Regions from separate parts of the Lactuca sativa genome. Here region 1 is linked to region 2. Evidence: chromatin contacts called from public Hi-C data. All regions are on one chromosome and are shown on one strand. The core of a region is the stretch at or near the end of the contact, and the rest is flanking DNA. Distances in the headings are between cores, read along the strand shown. Region 1 holds the start of LOC111898386 (G-type lectin S-receptor-like serine/threonine-protein kinase SD2-5). Region 2 holds the start of LOC111898387.

Region 1 (7,842 bases), core at 4,405-6,904, 370 kb after region 2:
TTGAAAAATCATCCTTTGTACGGTCCATTCGACGCATTCACAGACGTAGTTCCCATCTCTACACCCTTCAAGTGTGCATTTTCTGCCTATCGACCACTCAACAACCTTCAAGAAGTTCATGTCAACTTAATCAACGATTCCCTGGTTATTCTGTCAAAAGAGAAGTTTCTTACTGCCATAAATCTTCTGGTTCATCCGTTTATCAAGTTCTTTACACCTTTAATGGAAAACATTACATCTACTCTCTATCAGATGGGCTATCAAAAGAAGATCAAGGGAATTGGTGAATTTAAGAAGAACCAACTGTCTGCGGTGTGGCAATATGTTTGCCACTATGTCATCTGCAGTCTCTCCGGCAGAACCGGAGGCATCAACAACATGGGTCTCAAGCTTTTGGAACTGGTTTGGAGTATTTTCACTGGCCATGACGTCAACTATGGCCAAATTCTTTGGGATGATTTCCTTCAATACATTCCCAAGGAAAGTCCTAAGGAGAAACCAACCGAGCTCACCTTTTCTAGGTTTTGGTCCTTATGCATCTCGGACCTTCATTCAGACACATGAATCAGCATGGGTGACGACATCAACTTCTTCGTCACCAAGGATCTTAAAAGGTACACTCCCTCTTCTGATCAAACTCCCTTTGGACCTATCCACAGACTCCCAACATACATTCTTTCAACCCTTGGACTTGAGATTGCTGATGTCTCAGACCACATAGAGGCTACGGAGGGTATTGCCCCATACCCCCTACCCCACCTCCTCCATCCGCAGTTGTTATCCCTGAAGGTACCGCAGTCTATTCCTCGACCACTCTCTCTAATGTCTCTGGGAGAAGAAACCAGTTAGCATCCAAGAAATCACCTCCAACCCCCAAGAAGAATGCTCCCAAGACAACCGCACCCTCAAAGAAGCATAAGTCTCAAACTGTCACCGTTCCTGACAGTGATTCAGATGAGGATGCGCAACCAATTGCCATTCTCAAGAAGAGAAAAACCACTCCCCCTAGCCAAATGCGTGACCGGACTGATACCTCAGCCTCTCAACAGGCTCCGGTAGTCCTTGGAGTTGCCGCAGACTCATTCAACACAACCATCAAATTCCACTCAAGCTCATCAAGTGAGCACGTTTCATCTCATCGTGGAGACCCCCCACCAGTACTATCCCAAGAGGATGATACTGGTCCACGCCCTAAGGTCTTCAGGGCTTCCCGACTGCACTTCTTTTCTTCTGGGGAGTTGAACTCCATACTTTTGAACGTCACCCAAACACTGCAAACACCTTCCCAACCGCAGGGCACTTTTTCTGCCTTTGCCAGAATTGAGTTAAGGCCACACTTGACCACGGGTCAAGGAGACCAAGTACGCTCAGAAAATTATACTATGCTTACATCTGATACAGGTGGTTTAGGCACGGTGAGCAATACTGTGCAAGGATCCATGAACCCAAGGGACACCTTGGTGCGAACACAAGGAATTGATGATGATGACTCAAATGATTCTTGGAGCCGGTATCAAACATCTAACGAAGCTGAAGCCAAAAAGTATGCAGCTTTCAGAAGGGCCTTCCAAGCCCGTAAAGATCAACAAGTCAAGCAGCAGCAACAGAAAGAACAAGAAATACAAGTTGTGGCTAAGTATTAGGCAAATGCTATCAGCAATGCCAATACCGTAGCCACCATTCTTAAAGTTCAAAGTTGGATGGATCAAATGGCTGAATCTCTTCAAAAGCATCAGGCAGATGCAGCTGCCCAACAAACATCCAAAGTTCCTCCTACTCCAGTCGTTGAAGCATCACAAGACGAAGGACCCGAAATCGAAATCAACTCTGCACCCACCTTCGGTCTTGATGATGATGACATTCAAGAGGTAAACAAACCCTCTCCTTCTGATGATGACTTAATGATGTTTGATGAAGGTGAAGAATCCAATGGTTCTCACCACTCTACCTTAAAACCTAAAAAGAAGAAGAAGAAGAAGAAGAAGAAGAATGTGGTGACCAGAAAAGAATTCTTAAATCTCCAAGCCAAGGTCGATCAAATCCTGGCTACAGTCAAGCCAACTCAACCGCAACCAGATGATATTCTTGGACCGCAGTCACTGATTGAAAGGATTGAGTGACTGGAAGCGCGTGAGAGAATGGTTGTGGAGCGGATTTCTTTGAAAGTAGAAATGGGGATCAGGTCCCTTGACAATAATCATCAAGCTGACCACAAGGAATTTATTGCTATTGCTGATCGTCTCATCACTGAAGTCACCGCATTCAAGACAGCTCTTCAGGCAGCCATTTCAGATCAAGCCTCTAATTCAGCAAAATTGATTGATGAGACTCACTCGGCCTATGAGTCCGCAATCTTTGTTCTTCAATCAACTATCAATCGCCTGCAACGGTCCTTGACAACAAACTTCCATGGTCCTGAGATTCTTCATCTCGTCAAGGAAATCCACAAACTGCTTTTCAACTCCTCTATCCCCAATAATCAACAACTGGCTGATGCCATGAAGTCTCAGTTTCAAGAAATTTTCTCCAAGGTAGATGGCCTTCGGTCTTGGCTTGAGGAAGCTCCATGGGCGCATTCCTCAAGAGGTTGAAGTGAAGAAGAAGTCCATCATTCTCCACATCAAAGTCCCCCCATCATCACTGAAAAAATCCCTACACCGCAACCATCCCATCACACTCCACCTCACCAATCTCCACCTCATATTGAAATCACCCCAGAAAAAACTAGAGATTCCCCCACATTTTAAACTCCTTGCGGAACATATGTCATCTCCAAGCTCAACCGATTCTCCTGCCACCATCCAAAAGAAAAAAGACTGGAAGTCAGCCAAACTTGCTGAAGAAATCTAGAGATTAAGTGGTTTCGACACTGTCATGGACGAATCCCTAATCAACTCTTGGGTCAATCCCCACAGAAGGCTGCAAGATGAAGATTACGTTCCCCACCTCACATATGCAGAACCGCCTCCTGATGGATACTGGGATGTTCCAATCTCGCCCAATGCCAGATACTTCACTGTATTTGAGCAGTTCGACCGAAGCCTTCCCGATGCTAAAAGACCGCCTATGTAGTTTGAGAGACTTAGTCAATTCTATACTAAGTATGCCTCTCCTATAGAGCACATATGGTCCAATGAAAGACCATCCGCAGTCGTAAATTACAAGGTTCGGAAGTTCATGAAGGCAGAATTTTTCCAGACACCCTCACCCGAAGGGGACATGACTATGTTCGCTCCCAAGCGGACTTCCCCAACATGAATTCGGAGGAAGTTTTCTCATTGCCAAGGTATTTCAGAATAAGGCTGAGAAACACCCAAAGATGAATACTGCACTTGACAGGGCCAACAACTTCTTGATGGAAACTATTTGCGATTTTGCCAAGATTGATGCGGACATCCATCCCATCATTTCCAAGAAGGTTGATCTACCACCCCTCGACCCCGCACTGATGCCTACCGAAGGCTTTGCAGACAGATCTCTAGGTGCAACCAACTTTCCTGAACTTGGCATCATTTTTAAAAGGAATACCGACAACGTCAAATATTTTATTCCTATGATTGCCATGCATCGGCTCACCAGGAAGCAACTTGACATCTACCGAATTGCAGTAGAAAAATCCAAATTCACTACCGCAGAGGTCAAGTTTGAGATCTTAAGAAGGATCACCTGGTTGGAGAATGTCAGGAAGTTCTGGTGGATTTTGATCTAGTATCTTCATTTTGATAAATGATCAGAAGTTAAAGAGGTCACTTAGGGGGAAATTTTTGAATCATTAAAGTGACCCTCTTGAACATTCTTGCTACTGCAGTCAGCACCGCATCCGCAGCCAAGTCTCTCTTACAAGCGTCCGCAGCCAACGTCAGAAGAAACCGCATTCACTCTTTATTACTCAGTTTATTTTGTCTTATTTAAATTCTCTCTATTGTCCAGTAGGCCTTGCATGGCTACTCATATAGAACGTTTCTGCTGTATTTCATGAGTCTCTATAAATAGAGCTCATACTCTTTGTATCAAATACGTATCTATCACTTTCTAATACAACTTTCTGGATTTATCCTTTCTATCTATTTCTTACTCGCTCATACTTACTCTTTCATAACAGATTACAATCTCTCTTCGGAGCAAGTCTTTGTGACTTAATCACTAAGTTTGATCTCACTCACTAACTTGGCTTGAATGTATTCCTTGTTATGAATCAACTTATGTGTATACTTGATATAACAATTGTTGTCATTTTCCTTTCTTTATATTCCGCAACTAACTATATAACCATCTAACAATCTAACTTAAATATTATTGTTGAGCTCATAGATCCTCTAAGATTAACTATTCCACAATATACTTGTTCTAACTTTTGTTCAAGTGTGTCTCAAAGTTTTTCTCTCAACAAGTCATGTACAAAGCTTTGCACACTTTGGTTAACCATGATCAAGTCAACATGTTAACATACCATGGTTAATAAACTAGCTAGACAATTTTTGTCTTCTTCTTAGGCATGGCCAAAATCATTTTTATAAAAGAAGATGTTATTTGTCAACTTTCTTCTTATATATCTCATGCTCCTAAAAGTCTATCAGTACTTTATCTTATTATAATCTAAATGTATGTCTTGCATGAGAGTATAAAATGAAGGTTTTTTCATGAAGTTTTGGCTAGCTTTTTCACTACTTTTCCTCTCTTTTTCATTGTGGCCGAAACCACTCTCACCCTCCCTCTTCTTCTTGTCTTTTGAAATATGTTGAAGAAATAATGCTCTAATGTACTTCTCCTTTAGTGCTTATTTGAGTTAAACACTTAAAGGTATAAAAAAATATTTTATACAAGAAGGAACTAACATTTCAATTGTCTTAATCTTGATGGTGGATACTTGTAGAGAAAATCATACTCTGATTTGTCTATCATCATCAACACCCTAAAACTAAGTGGGTTCGAAGGCTCCAAAGGTTGTCATTCTAAAACACTCTATGGTTGTTTTAATATCATTCTAACATCTACAAATTGATCCTAGATGGTTTGGTTTTATTATAAACTCAAAAATAAACTTGTTATTTTGAACGCTTCATTTGACCAGTTTTTATAAAAAAAAAAAACATACTTATATTTTGTATTAAAACTCATCAATCGTATAGGTGTATGTGTAGGTGATGTGTTTACAAGAGCTAAGAAATGGATATTGTAGACGAAAAACCATTAAGGAGAAAAGACTATAGGTGTGTTTTCAAGGGAAACAACAAAAAAAGGATATGAAGTGGGGTAGGATTTGAGGAATAGTAACGGTGGGGATTAAATGTTTAAATTAATAAACAATCTATTGCACAAATAAATATATTTAAAGACAATATAATGTTTTTATGTACAAGAAGAGAAGTTATAATACAAAATACCATACATATGATCTACATAAAAAATATATAAAAACAAAACCATTTTTTTATCTAACCATATATACCATTCCAGTAAATTAGTCAATTATTTATAAACCTTGTTATTTTTGGATTTAATCAAACCATATATATACAATTTCAGTAAACTAGTTAATAATTTATAAACCTTGTTATATTTATATTTATATTTAATCCTAACTAAAGATATTTAAAAAATGAAAATATAATACATGCATCTTCCTCTCAAGTCTCAATAGCAAGACACATGACACATGGTGTGTGGGGGGAGAAAGGAGAAAGTGTATTTCTTTTGAAGGGGATGAAGTGGCGAGTAGTAGCGAACAAGTTTGTTGGGCAGACCTTTGACCCCCCATCATTCAATTTCATCTCATCTACCACCCATCAACCCTAATTCAATTCCCATTTCACATTAATTGTATCGACATCTTCACGCTTTCATCAATCTTTCATATTTTAAACCCACTATGTTCACCTCTCGTGATCTACTGTCATCCATACATAATTCATATACATACACATACATGTATCTGTATCTGTGTAAGTATAGGCTCGAATTTCTAAACCCCACCTCAGATCTTCCTATTTCTTTGACCTCAGCAATAACAAATTCGTCTCATCTCTTTTCTAATTTCAGGAAATTGACGTACGCAGACTCTCTCTCTCTCTCTCTCTCTCTCTCTCTCTCTCTCTCTCTCTCTCTCTCTCTCTCTCTCTCTCTCTCTCTCTCTCTCTCTCTCTCTCTCTCTCTCTCTTGCTGGCATGTGCTGGAAGAAAAGTAATTTGTATTTCGTATTTCTATCCAAAATAGAGACAATTCATAAAGTTTCGTAGGTGAGAAAATTTGCTTTTCTTGTCCAATTTTGACGTTTTTTGCCCAAAATGGAGAGGACCCATTATTGTTCATGGCAGCTTTTATCGATCTCTAGTCTTCAATTTTGTCGGGTTTTCCTCAATTACGTGTAGTTTTGACTTTTCTTAGCCAAATTTGATGAGCACCAATTTATGTTTATAGTTCATTAACTGCATCTCATGGTGGGGTTTTCGTTTTCCCTTGAATTTGCTGTTAATTTGACGTTTCTACCAAAAATGAAAACCTCCTGTTCTTGTTTTTAGCTGGATTTCTCAATCCCCGTGTTTAATTTTGGTATTATACATTTATACCCCTCAATTTGCGTTTGTTTAATGCTTTATCGATGTCTGTGTTTCATCACGATGCCCAATTTCCATTCTCTTTCCACTTCTGCACCTGGTGCAAGTTAGTCAACTGGTAGATCCCGATTTTCCTTTGTTCTTTTTTTTAAGCCATTGAGAATTTGAAAAACTCGAAGAAGAAAAAAAATGAGAGCTTGGTTGTTCTTCTTTCTCAACGTTATCTGTTGGGTCTTCCTCTTCTTACCTCAAACATGCGTATCAAGTGTTCGATATATTGGCAAAGTGAACCCTGGGTTCAAAGGATCTCAAATGCAATTCATAGACAACAGTGGCTTATTCCTACTATCAAACAGCTCTAATTTCGGATTTGGTTTCAATCCGAACGCCGATATCACTTCCTTCACCATTGGAATCATTCACATTACAACTTCAAAAGTCATTTGGTCGGCAAATAGAAGGGCTCCCGTTGGTAATTCCGATAACTTTGTGTTTGGCGACGACGGAAATGCTTACATTCAAACCAACGGAAAAGTCATCTGGTCAACAAACACCACCGGGAAAGGTGTCGCCGCCATGAAATTGCTTGATTCCGGTAACTTGGTGCTGGTACGTAACGACGGCGTTTTCGTTTGGCAAAGTTTTAGCAACCCCACAAACACCCTTATGCCAAATCAAGATTTCAATTCAGGATCGAAACTTGTAAGCAATCCGAAAAACAATTTGACATTTTCTTTAGAAATCAAAAACGGAGACATGTTTCTATCATCCGGGTTCCGAAACCCTCAATCGTATTGGGCTATGAGTAAAGACAAAAGGAGAATCATCAACAAAGACGGTGGAAACCTCGAATCCGCCGTTATTAATGGCAATTCATGGAGGTTTTTCGATGAAAACAAAGTTTTGTTATGGCAATTCGTGTTTGCAGATGGTGATGATTCCAACGCCACTTGGGCCGCTGTTCTAGAAGATAACGGCTTCATTAGCTTCTATAATCTCCCAGGAAAAATAACAGCAAACCATAATATCCCTGATGACATGTGTAGCACACCACAATCTTGTTCCTCTTACCTCGTTTGCCACGCTGGCAAGACGTGTCAATGCCCATCTGGCCTCAACGAAATCAGCTGCAAACCATCTAGTCTATCGTGCGCGAAGAAAGATGAAGCGACTCTCATCAACGCAGGCGATAATCTGAGCTATTCAGCACTTGGGTACACGTCACCTTCTTCAAAAACAAATTTAGATGGGTGTAAATCATCGTGTTTAGGTAACTGTTCTTGTTTGG
Region 2 (7,828 bases), core at 310-2,809:
TTAGACTATAGCCGACTCGTTTACTATGTTAAACTCTCTTATGGCCATGTGCCACCACCAATCAACTACTAGGTCCACCAGAGCAGGTCACCAGACGCATCTTGACGGTAGTGGGTCGACTTTGTGGCTTTACCTCAAGTTGGCCCTCAGTCAACAGATACGTAACCTGGACCTGCCTCTCACTGTTTTGTATGATTCTTAACCTATATATATATATATATATATATATATATATATATATATATATATATATATATATATATTACTTTAGGGTTTTTATGCATATATAGTTGGTATCGGAAGAAAGATAAGTAATTGCTCACACACAAAAGAAAGAGTGATTAATATCATCCCTTATTTAAGTTCTTTTCTAATTTTATATCATGATTCTTTGGTTCTGTTTTTGGAAAGATAAGAAGAACTTGTTCTTTTAGATGATATGCTAAGATGTTGAAGTACATCGCATATCGTCGCAAAACAACTCCTATATCATGATTCTTTGGTTGTATTATATCTGAATGATGTTGCTAATTTATATGTTAATCAATTTCATATGGTTATTTTTTGAATTCTTACTTTTCTAGGAAGAGGGTATTTTTTATTTTATGCTTACTACATTGAAAAATCAATTTCTTCATTCTTATTTGTTAAAACGTAGATATGTTTTTTTGCCGTTGCCATAGTGCTAGTTTTTATAAGCAGGAATAAAGAAATTCTAGACCCGTCAACCCATCATAACCTAATTTTATTTTATAGATCCGTTACTGTCTAAAATTTTAGTACCGCTCAAAATATACGAAATATTAGTTGCAGACGTACCTTTGTCTAAAATGTTATATTTTAAATCATTTTTGTTGTCTTTTGCTATAAAATTGATGATAAATTAAATTGTCTCCTATCTTTTATGCCTATAAATATTTCTATCCATTTTCATTATAATACGTGTCACCGTTCCATATTTACTTAATTATCTTATTAAAAATATATATTTCAAAATAAAACACCATTTTAGACACCAATTTTTATGAATATCCCCTATATTGTTTTCTCTCTATTGAATAACTTGTAACCGATGCCAAGCTCATAATTTTATCCACTTAATTCTTCTTTTAACAAAAGAAATGTGCGTTATTTTTTTTATTGGGTTATTTGACTGGTCATTCAAAAATGTAAACTTTTCAAAAGAAACACCCCACTAAAAATACCGAAAGTTTCACTTGTTATTTGTTTATCCTCTAATACCATTTTTGTCTTCCTTTTCCCTATTAATTGTTCGTTTATCTTCTAATCAAGTAAACACTATCTTAAATCGTATCAAACAAGAACATAAATAGCATAAAACAATATTCAAATTTTGATTAGTAATTGTTTCTGATTTTGAGAGAATATTCCATGTAATAAAAAGAAAAAGTTGTAGTGTTGATACTTATGAGGCTGGGGTTTGCTTTAAAGCCACCGACAGTGACAATATTGTGGATAATAAAAAAGGGTTACTCTTCATCACTCATCTTCTTTATATTACTGTGTGTAAACTGTAGAGACAGAAGGACATGGACCCTTGAGAGATGGGGAAGCAGGCATGTGGATGAGTGGGGGACACACCCTAACCCTAAAAACTTACTTCAATGGAGAAAAATAAAACCCTCAAATTATTGAGTGAATCAAAGTAAAAGAAAGTGACACAAAAAAAGATACAAAGAAAGAAAGAAAACCAAAACCCCTCTTCTTTCTTCTTTATCTCTCTCTCTCTCTCTCTTTCTCTTTCTCTATCTCTCTCTCCACACTGTTTTTGAATTTCAGTACCCACATTGCTTACTTACTTTCATCGATCTCCAAAATCAAAGATTACCCATGTGAAAAGATCGATAACTATTTATGGGTTTTGTTTCTTATTAAGTTTCAACCTTTCGATTGTTGTCTTTTCGTCAAAATCAAGTCAAGAAACCAGGTTTTGTTCATGCGGTGTTCTTCATAGAGTGAAAAATTCGTGAGATTTGAAGATGCCGAGACCAGGACCGAGGCCTTACGAGTGTGTTCGAAGAGCTTGGCATAGTGATAGACATCAACCCATGAGGGGTTCTCTCATTCAAGAAATCTTTAGGTTTTTTTTCTTTTTCTTTCTGTTTATTGAACTTGTTTATGAATGATGAATCTGGTTTTGTTGTTGTAATCTTATGCACACCAAGTGTTTGATTAGGATTGTGACTGAGATCCATAGCTCAGCGACAAGGAAGAACAAAGAATGGCAAGATAAGCTACCGATTGTTGTTCTAAAAGCCGAAGAAATCATGTACTCAAAAGCAAATTCCGAGGTAATTCCAATCACACATTTCAAGTGAAAAGACTTTCTTTTTTAAGGTTTGATTTCGATTTTGGTTTGTGCGAAAAAGGGAATTTAGGGCACTTTTACTTTGAAATAGACAGAATCTAATTTTTAACTTTTGTGAATTCTAATCTTCGTTTATGTCTTGAATAGGCAGAGTATATGAATCTTGAAACCCTTTGGGAAAGAGCTAATGATGCCATTAACACAATAATTCGGTTGGATGAAAGTACTGAAACTGGGGATTTCTTGCAACCTTGTATTGAAGGTAACCTCAAATTCATCACTTTTCCTCTTTTTTTACTATTTTATTTTCATTAAACCATTTAAAATTTGTAAATTCACATACTTATTGTCATAGATTCAAATGGGCATCTCGTAGTTTTGTAAATTTGTCACTTTGGTTTCAACAGAATCTTAGAAAAAAAAACTTTTGACGTTGTGAGTCAAAGAAAATGAACTTTCTTTTGCAAAATTTGAGCATCCCCAATGGGACTCCTTGCAATACTTAATATTATCTAAAATTGTCTCTTTTAAAGTTTTATGTATTATTAAAATAAAAAGCTTTTTACATAACAAGATAGTTATGTGGTTAAAAAAATAATCATAAATACAACAAGCTTTTGAAAAAACTTTGTTCTATTGGTGGAGCTTTTTCCAAAAAGACTTGTATTTATATATAAATATAAATTTAGTGCGAATCTGATGTGACAAAAACAAAAATCTCATCCGATGAGAAATGCATTTTTAGAATGATTATTGCCACTTTTAAAGTTGCATATTTAGTTACTATTTGTTGTGATAGTTAGATAATTTTATATTTTACCTTAATTCTTCTCTTTTTACATCTACTTACATCAAGGGCTTCTACCCCGACATATGTGGGATTGAAATTAGTTTAAATTATTCAAATATGATTTACTTTATTCTAAATAATTCGAAACTCCTAATCCTAATTTGTACAATCAATGAGAATCGATTATTACGAATTCAAATCACAACAATCAATTGGTTTATTGAAATCTTGATGACTCTAATTTATATAAAAGCAAATATTCCATAAATGGTTATCTCTTTTTTTTTTTTTGTTAATTTTATTGTTTTAATATCTTAATAGCGGCTCTTAATCTTGGATGCACACCAATGAGGACATCAAGAAGCCAAAGGAACAATACTTCAACTTATTACCTTAACATCAAGAATCCCGACTCTAATTTCTGCCCTTCAAACAATTTACACAAATGCCCCCAAGAAAATCCTATAAAAATCACACAATTCGCTCCTCATTATCCCCAAATCATGAATCCACGTGTCATTAACGTGCCACCTTTCAATCTAAAACCCCAAATCCCAATTCCCCCAAATGAAACATCGATCAGAAACAAATTCCCTTTTCAATCGCAACCAAATACAAAATCTCCATCTGTATACCCTCTTTTTTACGGAAATGGGAACGAACCTATGGATCCAAAGATGAATTATTCTGAGATTAAAGAGAATCGAAAATTAGGGTTGTTTCAAAAACCTTGTTTTAGTGAAGAACACGATGATGGACATGAATGTGATTTGTCACTAAGGTTAGGTCCTTCGAACATGAAAACCAGTCAACAGAGTCGAAATCTTGAAGTGGGTGAGTTTGAAAAGTCAAATCAATGGAGTTTTGAAGGTGAAAAAGTGGATTTGGATGGAAGAATGAGGAAACGGAAGGCAGTGGTTGGTAATCTTTATGAGAATTTACAGTTTTGTTGGCAATCGAAGGTTTCTTCAGCTAACTCTAATGGCGGATTGTAGTTTGCAAGTAGTTATTAAAAATATTATTAGCTTTAGTTGTACATTTAAAAAAGAGAAACAACCCTCTACTTGTAATCCGACTAGCAATCTAGTTTCTTGATTGATGAGATGTTATTTGTCGATCGGTTTTTGATATTCGGAATCATGAAAAGATTCAAACAAACATTTGTGTATACGCGAATGAGACTAAACACTGAACAGATTAGAGATTGGTGGGGCATGGGGTGATTGGCTTTAACGATGAAGTGGGGGATGGGTTGTTTTTGGATATGTTTACTTGTTTGATGAGTGGGGTACATAAACTGTCGCGTTACACTGAAATTTTCAGAGAGATGGAGATGGATTTTATCATTTTAACACCATTTTTGACTTTATCTGGGGAAAAGGAAAGGAATGATTAAAGGGGTGGATAGGGGTGTGGGTGGGGGGTGGGGGTTCTGGGTGGTGGCTAATGCTTGACCAATCTCTCCTTTTGATTCTGAAATTGTGTAAGTTTGGTGGGTCTACACTTCCCATACACCACCCAAGAAGTGGTTTGTACCTTGTGCATTGAAAGTTGTACGGTTTGGGTTAGCCCATCTTCAAAGTGGGGGGATACTTATGATCTTTGGAGTTTAAAATAGCGTATGTGTTAATTGTTGAGCATTTCCTTTTTTTTCAGTAGTGTGAGTTGAAGTGAATATAGGGTCAAACCCATTCTTTAACTCTAAGTGGTCCAAAAAAATATTCTAAGTCTAGCTTTCTCAAAGACGGTCTAAAAAATCCGGTCTAGTTTAAGTTCTCGACCTAGGTACTTGGAACCGGACCGAGTTTTTTTCAGACTATTTTTGTCGAAGTTAGATCCTAATTGGTGAAAGTCGAAGAGTGACATGCAAACGACGACACATGAGTTATATTTGGGTTTTGGGCTTGTGAAATCCATAAACATTTGCTAGAATGACTATTTAGGATTCTACTTAAGGCTCGAAAGAAGGATGTCATAAGAATCGTATTCTCATCTATGCCACGTAGACCTCACATGGGCTCTATGTCAATTTTACAACACTTTTGTGTGGTCTTTGCCACACATTAGGTATGGTGTATCGAGAGAGTATCGAGAGAGAGAGAGAGAGAGAGAGAGAGAGAGAGAGAGAGAGAGAGAGAGAGAGAGATGTTGTTTCTCACCGTATGCGGCCAAACCGTAGTTGAGACCGCATGGTGGGGGTGGTGTTCCTCTTTAGGCTAACGTCATGTTTGGACCCGAGGATGTATATACTTTTTACATTTCATTTTTTCTGTGTCACGTAAGTTTTCCCCCCACTCTCTTTTCATTCTTCATAACCCAAGAAATTGTCACCTTTCATTTTCTTCATTTTTTATAAATATATACTCTTTTTGTAGGGATTTAAAAACCATATATATATATATATATATATATATATATATATATATATATATATATATATATATATATATATATATATATAAAACGACCGTAGATCAGAGCTAGTCAATTTAGAGACGATAAGCGTCAAAAATGACTTTTTGATAGAAGATTATTTAGAATGAATAATCTTAACTAAGTTGTAGTATATGTTACAAGGATTCCGTACGTATAAAGAACGCCCAAATCTGACTTCGTATGAAGAAGTTATGATTTATCGAATTTTCGGCTTAGCGGTATGCAGCCTGAAATACTCGATTTGAGATCGAGCGGTTTTTAGCCAAAACAATCTAAACAAGAATCGAAGATCTCGTTGTTGGTATCGAAGTGATGAAAAGTTAGGCGAGAACGGACGTCAAACGAAGAAGTTATGATTTTATAACGAAGTTTTCCTGTCCGGGCCTACTAAAAATAAATAATAAAAATAAAGTCAAAATTAGCCGACGAAGTCTAAACGAAAGTTGTAGAGCGTAGTCTCACCTACGCGTGGATATAAAGAACGTCGAAAACGGAGTTTGTATGAAGAAGATATGAATTTCCGAAGTTTATTAAATAATTAATATTTAAATTTAATTATAAAACTCGGTATTATCCGAAGGGGGAGTCTCCGGGCATATCCGAAGTACGCCCAGCGTACTGTTGTACTCCCCGCGTACATCGAAGCATGACGACCTTCGCACTCGAGTTCTTCGGATGACGAACGCAATGACGATTTCGGACCAGTACGCCCCGCGTACTCCGAGGTTCCAGCCTCTATAAATAGGATCCGAAGGCAGCCGACTCCTTTGCTATTTTTCTCTCTTCTCTCCCCCGTTTTGCATCGATTTGCGTGCCAGAAGTACCCCGAAGCCCCGGTATCATTCCCGAGTCCCGAAGCAAGATCCGAAGCCCCGAGAATCCCGAAGAGCGTGATTCCCGAGCCGAAGCTCTGCCCGCGAGAAGTTCGATTTTTGTAGAGATCTTCCAGATCTACCGAAGAATACTACTTTTACAAGCCGTAGTGCTGTCCGATCATCTTCTGATCAAGTGAGTGTGTGGTTACTTTCTTCTAACGCATAAATACGAAGTATTTTATACGAAATACGTGTTCACTTGGTGTTTGAACTAAATGTGTTCATTAGTTATTTCCGAACTCTATGTGTTCACTTGGTATTTTTGGACTCAATGTGTTCATTAAGTATTTTTGAACTAGATGTGTTCACTTGGTGTTGTTGAACTGAGTATGTTCACTAAGTGTTTTAGAACTAAGTATTCACCAGATGTTTTGAATTAATTGTTCACTAGAAGTGTTAGAACTAGGTGGTTGTTAAATATGTTGAACTAAGTGTTTACCAATCGTAATTTGTGGACCTTGGCAGTGGTGGACTTTGTGTCAATTCCTTAGGTCAATCTTTAGGAATAAATGGATAAAGGATAGTTGATTCTTAAGGTAAATCCTTAAGAAATAAAGGAGATAATGGGAATGAGTATTTGGGTTGATTGTTTGATAATTCAATATAATAAATGTATTATTGTGGGTTTAAAACCCTACATGCTCACCAGGCTCCCAAGCCTGACCCACTCAGTTTTCTTTGCATTACAGGTAATGGCACAAGAGTATAAATGGGTGGACTTGACGATAGATTTTGGATTATAGATCAATAGTTATAAATAACTGTTGTAATGTCTATTTTATATTGTTTATGCTTTTGGTCTGTATCGGAACATGATATCCCGAGGTTTTATTATTTAATGAAAATACATTCTCTTTGAGAAACGTTTTGATAAATTTTATCATATTTTGTTTTGGGAACAAATTCCGCAACTCTTTTAAATCAAAAGGATTTACTCTGAAATTATTTAAAAGCATAAATGAAACCGGTCTTTTCTGGCCGTAATTTTGGGGATGTCGCAATATATATATATATATATATATATATATATATATATATATATATATATATATATATATATATATATATATATATATATATAAAAAGAGTAGTCTTTTTGCCAAGTGTCATAATATTAAAACTCCTAATTAATATGATGTCACTTGTCATTCTATTAATTCTCTATTTTAAATTCATTAAACAATTAATATGATGCCACTTGTCATTCTATTAATTTTCTATTTTAAATTCATTAAACCTCCTAATTAATGTGATGTTATTTGTCAATCTATTTATTCTTTATTTTAAATTTTAAATTTTATATTATTGTTTTCATTAGTTCACAAATAAAAAGAGTCTAATATATATGATAAATTAATTTCACATATTTATTTGAATCAATAATTATAATTTTATTTG

Evidence for each region. A called contact is a pair of places that touch in the nucleus more often than the background predicts.
Region 1: a contact with region 2 is called in a Hi-C map of leaf, with 6 times the contacts expected there. The contact joins the promoter of LOC111898386 here to the promoter of LOC111898387 in region 2. A contact is called at or near these places in 2 of 4 Hi-C or Micro-C datasets (both in leaf).

What each region holds. Positions count from the first base shown.
Region 1 is chr5:71,041,041-71,048,882 of Lsat_Salinas_v11, forward strand. It overlaps LOC111898386 (G-type lectin S-receptor-like serine/threonine-protein kinase SD2-5), which reads left to right and starts at 5,655. Exons shown (of 2, transcript XM_023894307.3): 1 at 5,655-5,942; 2 at 6,040-7,842. The coding sequence starts at 6,744.
Region 2 is chr5:70,678,833-70,686,660 of Lsat_Salinas_v11, forward strand. LOC111898387 reads left to right here and starts at 1,560. Exons shown (of 4, transcript XM_023894308.3): 1 at 1,560-2,101; 2 at 2,198-2,312; 3 at 2,477-2,591; 4 at 3,441-4,223. The coding sequence starts at 2,001. The coding sequence ends at 4,114.